Linked DNA regions of Hordeum vulgare: regions 1 and 3 are each linked to region 2. Evidence: chromatin contacts called from public Hi-C data. All regions are on one chromosome and are shown on one strand. The core of a region is the stretch at or near the end of the contact, and the rest is flanking DNA. Distances in the headings are between cores, read along the strand shown. Region 1 has its middle 18 kb from the start of LOC123432356. Region 2 holds the start of LOC123409945 (alpha-galactosidase 1-like). Region 3 holds the start of LOC123432356 (alpha-galactosidase-like).

Evidence for each region. Hi-C and Micro-C count contacts between places; a contact is called where the count stands out from the background.
Region 1: a contact with region 2 is called in a Hi-C map of leaf, with 5 times the contacts expected there. The contact joins the enhancer-like site here to the promoter of LOC123409945 in region 2. A contact is called at or near these places in 1 of 6 Hi-C or Micro-C datasets (leaf) and 1 of 1 datasets of contacts at active chromatin or transcription factors (embryo).
Region 3: a Hi-C map of leaf shows a contact between it and region 2, with 7 times the contacts expected there. The contact joins the promoter of LOC123432356 here to the promoter of LOC123409945 in region 2. A contact is called at or near these places in 4 of 6 Hi-C or Micro-C datasets (leaf and seedling) and 1 of 1 datasets of contacts at active chromatin or transcription factors (embryo).

What each region holds. Positions count from the first base shown.
Region 1 is chr1H:303,567,053-303,570,901 of MorexV3_pseudomolecules_assembly, reverse strand. No RefSeq gene overlaps it. Among protein-coding and RNA genes, the nearest start is that of LOC123432356, 18 kb to the left of the region's middle. Within about 2 kb of position 1,666, at least 2 of the 3 cell types and tissues checked have open chromatin away from gene starts, as enhancers often do. A contact at or near this core is called in leaf, where this site is marked.
Region 2 is chr1H:303,948,626-303,952,691 of MorexV3_pseudomolecules_assembly, reverse strand. LOC123409945 (alpha-galactosidase 1-like) reads left to right here and starts at 2,724. Exons shown (of 13, transcript XM_045102817.1): 1 at 2,724-2,988; 2 at 3,063-3,124; 3 at 3,250-3,306; 4 at 3,471-3,505; 5 at 3,614-3,717; 6 at 3,812-3,887; 7 at 3,987-4,066. The coding sequence starts at 2,822.
Region 3 is chr1H:303,584,843-303,588,646 of MorexV3_pseudomolecules_assembly, reverse strand. LOC123432356 (alpha-galactosidase-like) reads left to right here and starts at 1,725. Exons shown (of 15, transcript XM_045115386.1): 1 at 1,725-1,968; 2 at 3,333-3,391. The coding sequence starts at 1,814.

The DNA of each region.
Region 1 (3,849 bases), core at 417-2,916, 380 kb after region 2:
AAAATTGATTGCACGAGGGAAACGGTGTAACGCCCCAAAAATTTTACCATGTTTTTATTAATTAAATTATTTTTCCAGGAATATTAATTTTTATTTTCTGGATTTTATGTAGGTTTCAGAACCATCCTTTCCTTTAAATATTAAAAAATTTCCCCTCCAACAGAAACATTTGGAAAATATTGCGGGACTTGGATGTTTGATTTAAAAGGGTTTCTTTTCATTTTAATAATTTATTGAATAATATTTTATAATTAAACTTCCCTTGCTTAATCCTTTTAAATGGATTTTGTATTCTTTAAATGACTTCTATTGCACTACAACCCTTTAAAATATTTTTTAAAAAAATCTACAATTTTTTTGGATATGTCATGTGATACCTATGTATCACTTTTATTCAAAAACCCATCTCGGTCTTTCGGAAAATTTGAGCAAATCATCCCTATTTTCATTCTCGTCCATTTTAGCACTTTGCACTGCAACTCTATTTTCCTTTACCCTAATGGCCGTAATATTTTTAGTGCTTATATTACTCCCTACCAAACCCTTAGTTCAAGGAGATTAGCCCCATTGGGATAGCTTGAGCCGATGCAACTAACCCCTAGAGTTTCTGAATAGAAATGTAGTTTTGTAAAACTTACATTAACAAGTTTCTGTTTTTCCAAAACTAACTTGACCATCCTTGCGAGCACCTAATGAGACCCCAACCTAGAGAATTTGGCCACCAACCAAACCCATTTGATGCCTATAGCATTCTATCGAGCACCTTAAGGGCATGGCCAGAATTGACATGGTTCTAAGATTGCCTTATGTACCTGCACCTGTAGCCAAACCAGCATGTCCACTCAACCTATCCGACCTACCCTAGCTAATTTGTTAACTTGCAGCTCAATCCAAGCCCTGTAGTAGACCCTCGCATTTCATCGAGCAGGTGCAGTGCACGCCCAGAGCGGGCCTGTTGCAGCTAGCGTAGCCGAGCCGTCGCGTCCATCTACCCCCGTGCCACTGGCCTTTCCCTCGCTCGCAGAGCCAAGCTAGTGCTCCTTTCCCCTTGCTAGCATCGATGACAACCCCTGCACGCTGAGAGCCACCGCCATCGCCTGGCGGCTAGCTCCGGCCGCATCTGCCCCTGCTCAGGTCGGCAGCGCCCTGAGCCCTCTCTACCAACCAACTAGCCCCTGGAGCAGTGTGGGAGTTCGTCTGCTTGCTCCTAGCCTCGCCAGCCATTGCCATGTTGCCCCCAACTACAGATACGAAGACCAGGCGATCTTATCCTCGACCGACGCGGGAACCGACCTCGTTGGCCTATAAAACCGCCCTCCTCGATCCCTTTTGCCACCAGAGCCACACCCTCCACTCCCCTAGAGCCACAAGAGAAATCAATTTAGCCGAAGGGAGCTTCTTCATCGCCTCCGGCGAGTTCGACCGCCATCGTTAGTTCCTCTAATTTCACCCGAGCCCCAGCCTTGCTGCCCTCTCTCGCGTCACCATTAGCCTTGCGTCGCCCGTGCGAAGATTTTCCCTCTCCTAGCTAAGCTCGAGAGCCACCCGAAGCCAAAGGCCCTCCTTGCCCGTTGCCGCCGTCTGGTGGAGATTGTGCTACCGGCAACCCCGCCCACCTCTACGACCGCGGTGACCACCGAAAGGACAATCGGGACCCCGTGGATCCATTCCCATGCCTGGAAGTCCTTGGGGAAGCCACCGCTGTTCTGCATGGAGAAGGCAAGCCCGCACGTGGACCAATCAAACCCGACGGGTGGGACCACGGGTCCCACCGTCGGCAACCCAAGGCGCACCGAGTCGGTTGTAAGTGAAGGCGTATTTCAATGAATACATCTTCCCCATTATGAAAACGTATTCCTAGCCGAACCTTTTTCCTTTATCTGTATGAACTAAAAATAGGAATTTGGTTGAACTTTGACCACCTCTATCTTTTAAACTACAACTTCAAACGAATTAATTCTTTGTCACACCTCATTAAAATTTCCTCTAGTTTATTTTAGTATTTATTTGAAAATTTTCCAAATAACTTTTTGGTAATGTTTTGGGATTGTGTGTCGATTCGAATATTTCCAAAAATAGGAAAAGGAGGGAAGAATAAAACTTTCAAAGTTTTGGAGGGCACCCTACCCTTCTACATACTAAAGGCTAGCATCTTGGACACCGATATGATTTGGTTGAGTGATTGTTTTTGGTGATGCATGATTTGTATGGTTATGGTGATGAAGTGAGCATAACTATATGGTGACATTTTCATGCATATTGTGAGCGGTGAAAACTTCATTTATCTTAAGCATGAAGTGCTTGTGATAGTAGTCAACTCTTCAAGCCACACCCGTGGATGATAACAGGATGAAATACGGAAGAAAGTTATGTCTCGGGTAGACACGACCAATGGACGGGTATCCCGTTGTGACGGGGGTGATCCCTGGAGGCATGGTGGGGTATGACAGGGGTGACTCTATCATATATTTGTGAAGAAAAATTTGTTGTGCTAACCATGGAGGGAATACATAAGGCTCCTGAGTCGACCGTAGATCGAGTATTGTTCCAGTAACCTTACATACTTGTTTCGTACTACCACTTGTCCCTGTCACTAGCAGGGCGCAGTTCAGTAAGTCGTTAACCCCTTTCTTGGCACACACCGTACATAGAGGACAAAGTGGAAGATATCAGAGGCATCTGGTAGGCATGCCACTTGGTCCAAGGCATGGGTGTCCTAGTTGGACCGAGGGGGTAGCGCCCCTGTTGTGCGCGGTATAAATATGTTTGATCCCATGCTAATCGAGATTAGAGTCTCCCCACTTAGAGTTTTACTTAATGAGTGCCGTGGGTGATTCCATGCATCGGGAAATTAAACTGGTGTGTGCGGGTCAGGTGTGTTTTCAACTCAAAGACTGTAATCGTAATTAGTTGACATCTCTGGTTGACTAAAGAATCTGTTACACGTGGGTAAAGAGTACACCCTTTATAGAGTTATAACATCTATTAGGATAGCCATGTCCGCGGTTAAGGACTACTGTGTGGGATAGGTCAAGTGTCGGTCTTCGAAGGAAATTATTTTAACTATGAGGATAATCGTAAATCATGGTGGATGACCATATTTATATTGTTATGGACTAACCTCTTTCTGTATGTGAATCTTGAATATCCCTCGTATGGTCCTACCTCCTCGATATTCATTGTTATTATTTCATACAAGCCCTATATGTGGTGTCGCTGAGACGCCCGACTACGACACATATTTTATTATTTCATATAAGCCCTTTATGTGGTGTCACTCACATGCCCGAGTGCGGCACACATTTTATTATTTCATATAAGCCCTTTATGTGGTGTCGCTCACACGTCCAACTACAACACACATTTTATTATTTCATATAAGCCCTTTATACGATGTCGTTCAGACGCCTGACCACGACACACATTTTATTATTTCATATAATCCCTTTATGCGGTGTCTCTCAGATGCCCGACTGAGGCGTGTTTTATATTTTTATCCCTTTTAGGCGTCGCTTCAAACACCCGATCAGACTATCGTATGTTCTTGGAATTTTCGGGAGGACTACCACCCAATGTTCCATGTTATTTTCTTTCATTGATTGATTATTCAATTTTTCAGTATGGATAAATTATCTGCATGCTTACATTTAATAATTTATTTTATGACTGACTGAATACCATTGAATAATCTTCAGCGCATATTAATCACCTACAATTTTATGTCTATTTTCATGAGGTTTGCGAGTACATTCAAAGTACTCAGTGGCTTGTCCTTGGCTATTGTCTTGTCCAGATTGCGTATTTGGAGAGGAGTATCCTAACGATAGCCCCGGAACCTAGGCACCGAAG
Region 2 (4,066 bases), core at 1,475-3,974:
CACAAATCAGCTGGCGCGTGTGGCAACAGAGCTAGGGCGCTGACGACGGAGGTGATAGGGCATGCCCGGCGAGGCTGGACGCGACCGACATGGTGATGGAGCGCGGCCTACGGGCGACGGGGCACGGCCGACAGGCGATGGAGCGCGTTCGACGGGGTTGGACGCGGCCGGCACGGCCGGTTGGAGGAAGGGGCGGCGGCCGTCGGACCGGAGGAAGGAGCTCTTTATTGCAGTTTTACAGTTTCTGCTCGGGGCGTAGCTAAAATGGACCCTTAAAATGCCTTTTTTCGACCCGTATTGCGAGGTTTGCTAGAGATGCTCTCATGACTTACCCCAAAAATTGCAAGATAGTGACATGCCTATGTTAAGCATCCATGATTGGTTTGAACGACTTCCATCATATGCACGTTGCGACACATGTGACCATTTATCGGTCTTTTCTCATTGGGAAAACTTTAAAAAATACAAAACTTGTCAAAAACCTAAACAAATATATGGCCATAGAAAAAAGAGGCCATTCAAGGATGTCGAGAAATAATGTGCACTCAGACATTGGGTTTTGGCCTACCCAAAGACCCTCCGTCCAACATGGTCTTTATTTTGAACATTCTTGAAATGAACCTAACTTTTCAAAAAGGTGGGCATCTCCAAGGTAGGAATTCCTGCCACGTTTGAAAGATTCGACATTGTATTCAAGTTGCAACACGTGTGCCCATTTACCGGTCATTTATCACAGGAAAAAAAATAAAAAATGCAAAACTCATCAAAACCCCAAACAACTTGGCATGGTACCTTGGATTGGTCATACAAGGCCATGAAAAAAAGATTATGGTCATTGAAGGCCGTAGAGAAACAACGTGCTCTCAAACGAAGCCTTCTGGCCCACCCGAACACCCTCCGTTCAACATGGTCTATATTTGGACATCTTTGAAATGATCTTAACTTTTGTATTGTAGACATTCATGTCAGGTTTGAACAATTTTCAACACCGTATGCAAGTTGCGACACATTCGACCATTTATCGGCCTTTTTTCATCGGGGAAGCTTCAGAAAATATAAAATTTGCCAAAACAACTTGGCATGGTGCATTGAATTGCTCATACAATGCCACGGAAAAATATTGGATCCATTTCATGGATGTTGAGAAAAACGTGCTCTCAAACGCAACGTTCTGTCCTACACACACACGCCGTATGTTTGACATGTTTTTTTTTGCATATTCTTGATTTCACTTCAAATTTTGTAAGCAAGTTGGCAAGCTCATGATAGATATCCATGTCAGGTTTAATTGATTAAGCATTTAAAATAATAATTTAAACAATAATTGCTGTCTTAAAAGCACTTAATAAATATTTGAATGAAAAAAGAATTTGAAACCATGATTTGGTATTCGGAAAAACATTTCAAATTGAACAGTATTGAAATAAAATAATAAAGTCCAAAAAAGAGAAAAATGAATTCACAAAAAATGCAAGCAAAACAAAATTATATAACATAAAAAATCTTAGACCATAACCCAACTAGGCAACGTCACCTCTCCCGTCGGGCGCGTGTTGGACCGACCGAGCACTCGCGGATTTGAAAAAAGTTCACCAATCCAAAAAATGCCCCCATTTTCCAAATTTGTGCACTAATTCAGAAAATGTTCCTTTTTTAAAATTTATTTACAATTTCGATTTTTTGGGGGAGTTTCAAATAATGTTTCTCTTTTAAAAAAATTTAGAAACTTTTAAAAGTTCATATTTACAATTATTTTATACAAAATTTGTAAAAAAAACAAAATGAATAATTTTCTAAAAGCTCGATTGTTTTTTCAAAAGGAAAATGAAACAAAAAATGATAAGCAAAATAATTACGAACAAGAAATAAAAAGATGGGGGCTTTCTAAAAAAACTGAAAAATCTAAAAAGTTATTCATGAAATGGAAAAAGGTTTCTAGTTTTGAAAAACTCCTTGGGTTTTATTTTTCTTACAAATAAACTGAAAATTTTCATGGATTTGAAAAAAGTTCACTAGAGTGATAGCAAAAAACTGAAAAAGTTACATGAATTTGGGAAATAATAGTGAAATTTCGAACAAAGAAATGTGAAGTTGAAAAAGATTCACCAATTTGAGAAAAAAAATCAAGAATATGAGAAAACTTTATTATTAAAAAATCACGAATTTGAAAAAATAGAAAAATAAACATATACGTTTAGTGTGTCTGGCTCTGAACGGCGAGGTTTCGAGTTAGGGGGCGTGGACGACATATACATTTTGGCGAGGGACCCACTATATGAAAATGGATACAATTTACAAAAGGTCCATATTGCCCCGTATAGGTGTAGTAGGGGGTCATGTCGAAACAGTGCTCTAAAAATTAGGTCATTGCAAACTTTTTAAAATACGAATTCAACGATATAATTTTTGATACGTATATAATTTATATTTGGTTACTCTAATTCATGGTTCAAATATAATTTTGAAATGCGTGCCTGGCTCATTCATTGGAGTTGGAAGTATGTGGTTTATGAACCGGACAGCGCGCTAATTTTGATCTAGATAGACTTCATAATTGACCCAGAGCGTGGTATATACAAACACTAGTGCCAAAAGAAATCGTCTACAACATTCCATATATGGTTTATGAACCGGACAGCGTGTTAATTTTGATGTAGATAGGCTTCATAATTGACCCGGGACGTGGTATATATAAACACGAGCGCCACAAGAATCGTCTACAAAATTCCTCCCGCCCGGTTGTTCCTGGCCAGACACGTATATCGGCCGCTACGTCCTGGTCAACAGGCAGCGGGGGAGACTCCGACTCGGCGAGAGATCGATGGAGGGTTGTCGTGGCCGGCCATGGACCAGGCTACCGGCGCTGCTGCTGGTGGCGCTGGCCTGCGCCGCCGCCGCCGCCGTGGGAGAGTGTAGGGTGGTGCACGTGGGAGAGGCGCACCGGCGGAGCATGTTGGCTAATGGCCTCGGCGCGACGCCCCCCATGGGGTAAGATAGCTGCTGCTTAGCCGCGGTGCATGATCCTTGATCTAATCCCCTCTTCTTCTATCTCTCGTCGGCAGGTGGAACAGCTGGAATCACTTCGCCTGCGACGGCAACGGCGAGGTTGTCATCAGGGAGACCGGTACGAGCTGAGCTGATAGTCCCTCTGCTTCTTATTTACTGTTGAACTGTCCTTTAAATCGCAACAGGCAGCTGTAAACTTTTATATTTTCTTGTCTTGTATGTACTGTATGTCTGCCTGGGCAGCCGATGCGCTTGTCTCCACCGGGCTCGCAGCTGCCGGCTACAAATACGTCAATCTTGGTGCGTTGCTGCCACACTCTCATACGCCCTTGGCCTTTATTTATATTTATTTATTTATTTTGTGCTTCCCTGTTTCTGCACTGAAGAATTCTTTTACGTGATGTAATTGATTGATTAGTTACAAGTGGCCTGAGCCGACTTAATTTGTGTGCTTTCTTCTGCAGATGATTGCTGGGCAGAACCTGAACGTGATGCAAAGGTTTGTACAGAATCTGCCCTTCAGATGTCTCGAGTCCGAACACTCTTCTGCAGATTTTTTTTTAGGAGGGTGATCCATCAATTGTTGCACTTGCTTATGCTGCTGCAGGGCAATCTTGCGGCGAACAAGAATACGTTCCCCCACGGGATAGAGGCACTCGCGGACTACGTCCACAGCAAGGGGCTCAAGCTCGGCATCTACTCCGATGCTGGGTAAGTACACATAGGATACTAGGATCGCACAGTGGCTCTCGTAGTAAGCTGTCACAGTAACTTGCAGTCCTCTGATCGTAAATTTTGTCTGAAGATACAAGACCTGCGCCAAGGCTCAACCCGGATCCCTCGGCTACGAGGAGCAGGACGCCAAAACCTTTGCTTCCTGGGTAAGCGATCGATCGATTCCAAGCTTTATCTATCGCACTTGTGCATATCTCTGATGTGTTTTGTTGATTTCATCAATGGGATTTGCGTGCTGGTTTCAGGGAGTGGACTACCTCAAGTACGACAACTGCAACAACGGCGACACGAAGCCGCTGGAGAGGTACCCTGAGATGAGCAAGGC
Region 3 (3,804 bases), core at 476-2,975, 360 kb after region 2:
TTCCATGTGTAGAAAGAGAGAAATCTTGGAATTAAGGGGACTCCCAATGAAATGTATCTTATGTATATATGCATTAAATATTTCTTTAGATGCAATTAAATATTTCCCGCAAAAAGATATCATTAAATATGAATAATATGTACACTAAAAACAAGGAAAATAAAAACATTCTCTGTTTTCCACGCTTTATATAGAATTAAGATATGTTTTGCTCCTTTTGAACCATGGATGGACAAACAAAAACAAAATCAATTTCCTATGAAGTAAATTTAAGGATCAAAATTGATTTATTTTTTAAACATGGTTTTTACCTTTTCCTTATCTATTTCGACACGAATATCTCGCAAACGTTCTCCGGGAGAAAAATTGTTAGCGAACGTTAGAGTTGTCATGCGAGAAGAACTAAAATGTCATCATGCGTTTGTTAGAGGTTTGCCTCGGGAAGCGAACTTGCTATACGCAGGGAAGAATGCTCCACGAATGCAACATAATCTTCATTTAAAAAAAAAGGTTTTGTAAGGTTTTGATAAATCATTTTGTGATGTTTAAATTATGGGAAACGATTACATCCCACCGGCTGATCCGGTTGATCCATTCGTCGTCCGCTCGTCCGTTAGATCTCGTCTCGATCATGAACCATTTCTCAAAATTGGCTCGTTGTTTCAGGAACGGGGGCTCAAGCTGGAGCACTCCAGGTTCCTCATCGTGGCTCCTCTGCTACCGGGGACGAGCCTGCCGGAGCCCGGCAAACCGCCGTCGTCGTCGGTCCTCGCCGGCTCGCCGGATCCCCACCTCGCCGACGAGATCCTGCCCCTCGCCGGATCCCCACCTCGCACGGCGAACGAGGAGGTGTGCGGCGTGGATGCCGGCGAGCTCCCGCCGCCGGGGAGCTTCTCTGCCTCGCTGGAGATGCGTCCCTGCTCGCGCGCCCGACTCTCCGTTGAGCATGGATCCCAGCTGCAACGTGACTTTCGTTGCAAAATTTCTTGAAACTCGACCTTTGTTGCAAAAAAAATATTCCATAAAAATACCTATGTTACAGAAAGACGAAGAAAAAAAAATATGCAACAAGCAAATTGTTTCTAAAACTCGACCGTTGTTTTAGGAATTAACGGATCCAAAGTTTATTTCTTGCAACAAAGCAAAAGTTTCCGTAACTCGAGCGTCGTTTCAGGAAATAACTACTGACCATGCGTCGGGGATGCGGGGCCTTATATCGACATCCGACGGCTAGCTAGATGACAGATAATTTTTAAAAATCATTCGACGGATCGCGTAGCGTTCCCTTTAAATTATGCGCAGGAAAGAATTTCCTTTCTTTTAGGGGTCATTATGTTTTGTAAGGTTTTTAGAAATCATTTTGCTGTCAAAAAAAGGTTGTGAGAAATCATTTGGTTGATCATTTCCTTCATGTACATAGCACACACAACGTCCCGTCTCGCTGACAGCGGGCCACCACCGGCATCCCAACCACGGCTGGATCCCACGGAGCACTGCACCGAACACGTACTCTGCCGGTCATTGGCGGACCCAACCGAGGCAAACCGGGCGACTCAAGTCAAGCCACAGGGGTGCATACACACAGAACCCAAAAATATCCAAATAAAATTAGTACTACTCCTTAATATTAATATCTCGCCTTTAATATTTTGAACCCCGCGGCCCCGCAGTCCCCCGCGCGCGGCCCTATATAAAGGCGGCCCCGTCAGACGCGTCCTCAGCAGTCACTCACCGGCGCCACCAGTACCGCCCCGCCCCCACCCACCCCACCTCCTCCCTCCTCTGCTCCTCCGCTCGCTCGGCACCGGGGGCCATGGCGCGCGCCTCGCTGCTTCTCGCGCTGCTCGTCGCGGCGGCTTCGGCGCCGGCGGAGGGAGCCAGGGTGCCCGTGGACGCGGCCGGCAACGCGACGCTGGGCGCGCGGCGGGAGGCGCTCGAGAACGGCCTCGGCAGGACGCCGCAGATGGGGTGGGTACTCTCGCTCGCGCTGCCACCTTCCAACCCCCTGCTCCTGTCTTTTCCTCTTCGTTTTTTCGCCCGCTATGGCATGCATTCGATTCGTATCCTCCGCCCCTCGCGCTACGCTACCGCCCAACAACCCGCACGAACAAAGCAGAAAATAACAATTCATTATTAACATGAAAATATACTACTCCTACGTAGTACTATCATCGCTCTGGAGTAGGGGGTAGAGCTCGTGGTGGTAGATAATCTGCCGTGGTGCGTGCGTGGTGATAATGGTGGCTTTCGTGCGATGAAAGGGACGTTCATGCGCGTCTCGCGTGCGGCGGCAGCGAAAGGCGCGGGTGGCTCCCTCCGATTTCATCATCGGGTTTGGACGCTTTTGTTTAAAGCCCCTTTGGGCTTTGGCCGCTTCTCTTCCATTCGCGCACGCGATATTTCCAATCTCGATTTATTATGCCCCGCTTCGTCGCCACAGCCTACAGATACAGTTTTCCTATTTTTATTTTGGGTGGATTTGATGGGAGATTTGGCGATGAGATGAGGGATTGAGCCACGAGGGGAGTAAGTAAGATGAATGCTTGGACGTCAGCACGCGTGCATTTTTCTGCTCCCCTCGTCCAGTCGTAGATCTAAAGATATACTCGTATTTTTTTTGGCCAGCATTTATATTGGAACGATCATGTGTGTACGTGTACTCCAGATTTCGCATGGAACCATGCATTTGTTTTTAACACATGGATCTAGCAGTATTTGCTACTCCTACTACTATATGCTCCTACATCAGTGACTTCATCTATATTTAGTATCAGCAATGCAAAATCTACAGTGGTCTTCATCTATATATATAATTGAAAGAAAATAAAAACTGCGGAACAACCGAGGGGGGCCTGCCTGCGAGCAAAGCACGCCCAAGGAACAGGGAAAAGATTTGACGACCTATCCCTTTATCTATGCTTTCTTTTTTCCTTTTTCTCTGTTGGCCTTTGTGCCTGTCCCTTGGCCTCTGCCCTCGCGCTGCATGCACATATACGAGTATTTTAACCGCGCAACCTGAACCGTACGGTACTGCCGTCCTGGTGCTGCTGATGGCTCATCATGACGTATCCGGTCCGGCGACTAGCCATTGATACTGTATTTTTCTCTCTGTGTCGGTTGCTCAATCTCCACACAGTAAAAAAAAATACGGTGTCTAGAAGTAAACATGTCATGGGTCGGGATTTTTCTTCCGACGAGCCTCGTCACGAGTCCCCATTTTTCTAAAGACGAGCTTTCTTTTAATCGTCATGGTTCACCGTTTTCTCCTCTAATTTTAACCCGATTAAATCTAATCCCGACCCGACTGACGATGAAACATTTCTTTGTGTTAGGTGGAACAGCTGGAACCACTTCTACTGCGACATCAACGAGCGGGTCATCAGGGAGACAGGTACGGGACACTCTCTTAAATCCAGCCCCTGTTTCAAGTCTCAAATCTTATGACCTGCCTGTATATATCAACCCCTTCCACTTGTTCGATGCACATTCGGTCCAATCACCGGATAATCTTGCTGTGCTTTTCGGACATGTCGTTGTTATCAGTATCACGCCGGACGCTGCTCTGTAACAGTATAGTACTACTAGTAGGTTAGCAAAAATTCGTGAAGCCATTGCTTGGGTGATGCTGACCCGGGGACAATTATCGGGTCCATGGAAAAGGCCGGCACGCCCAATTAATCTCTCGCCAACAGAGTAGATTCCTTTTGTCTGGTCGCCGGCACATCGGCCGTTGTTGTGCGGTGCGTCGTCGGTGCACCGATATAAACAGCCGAGAGATTTTTGTGTCCACTCGTCGGCGTCGGC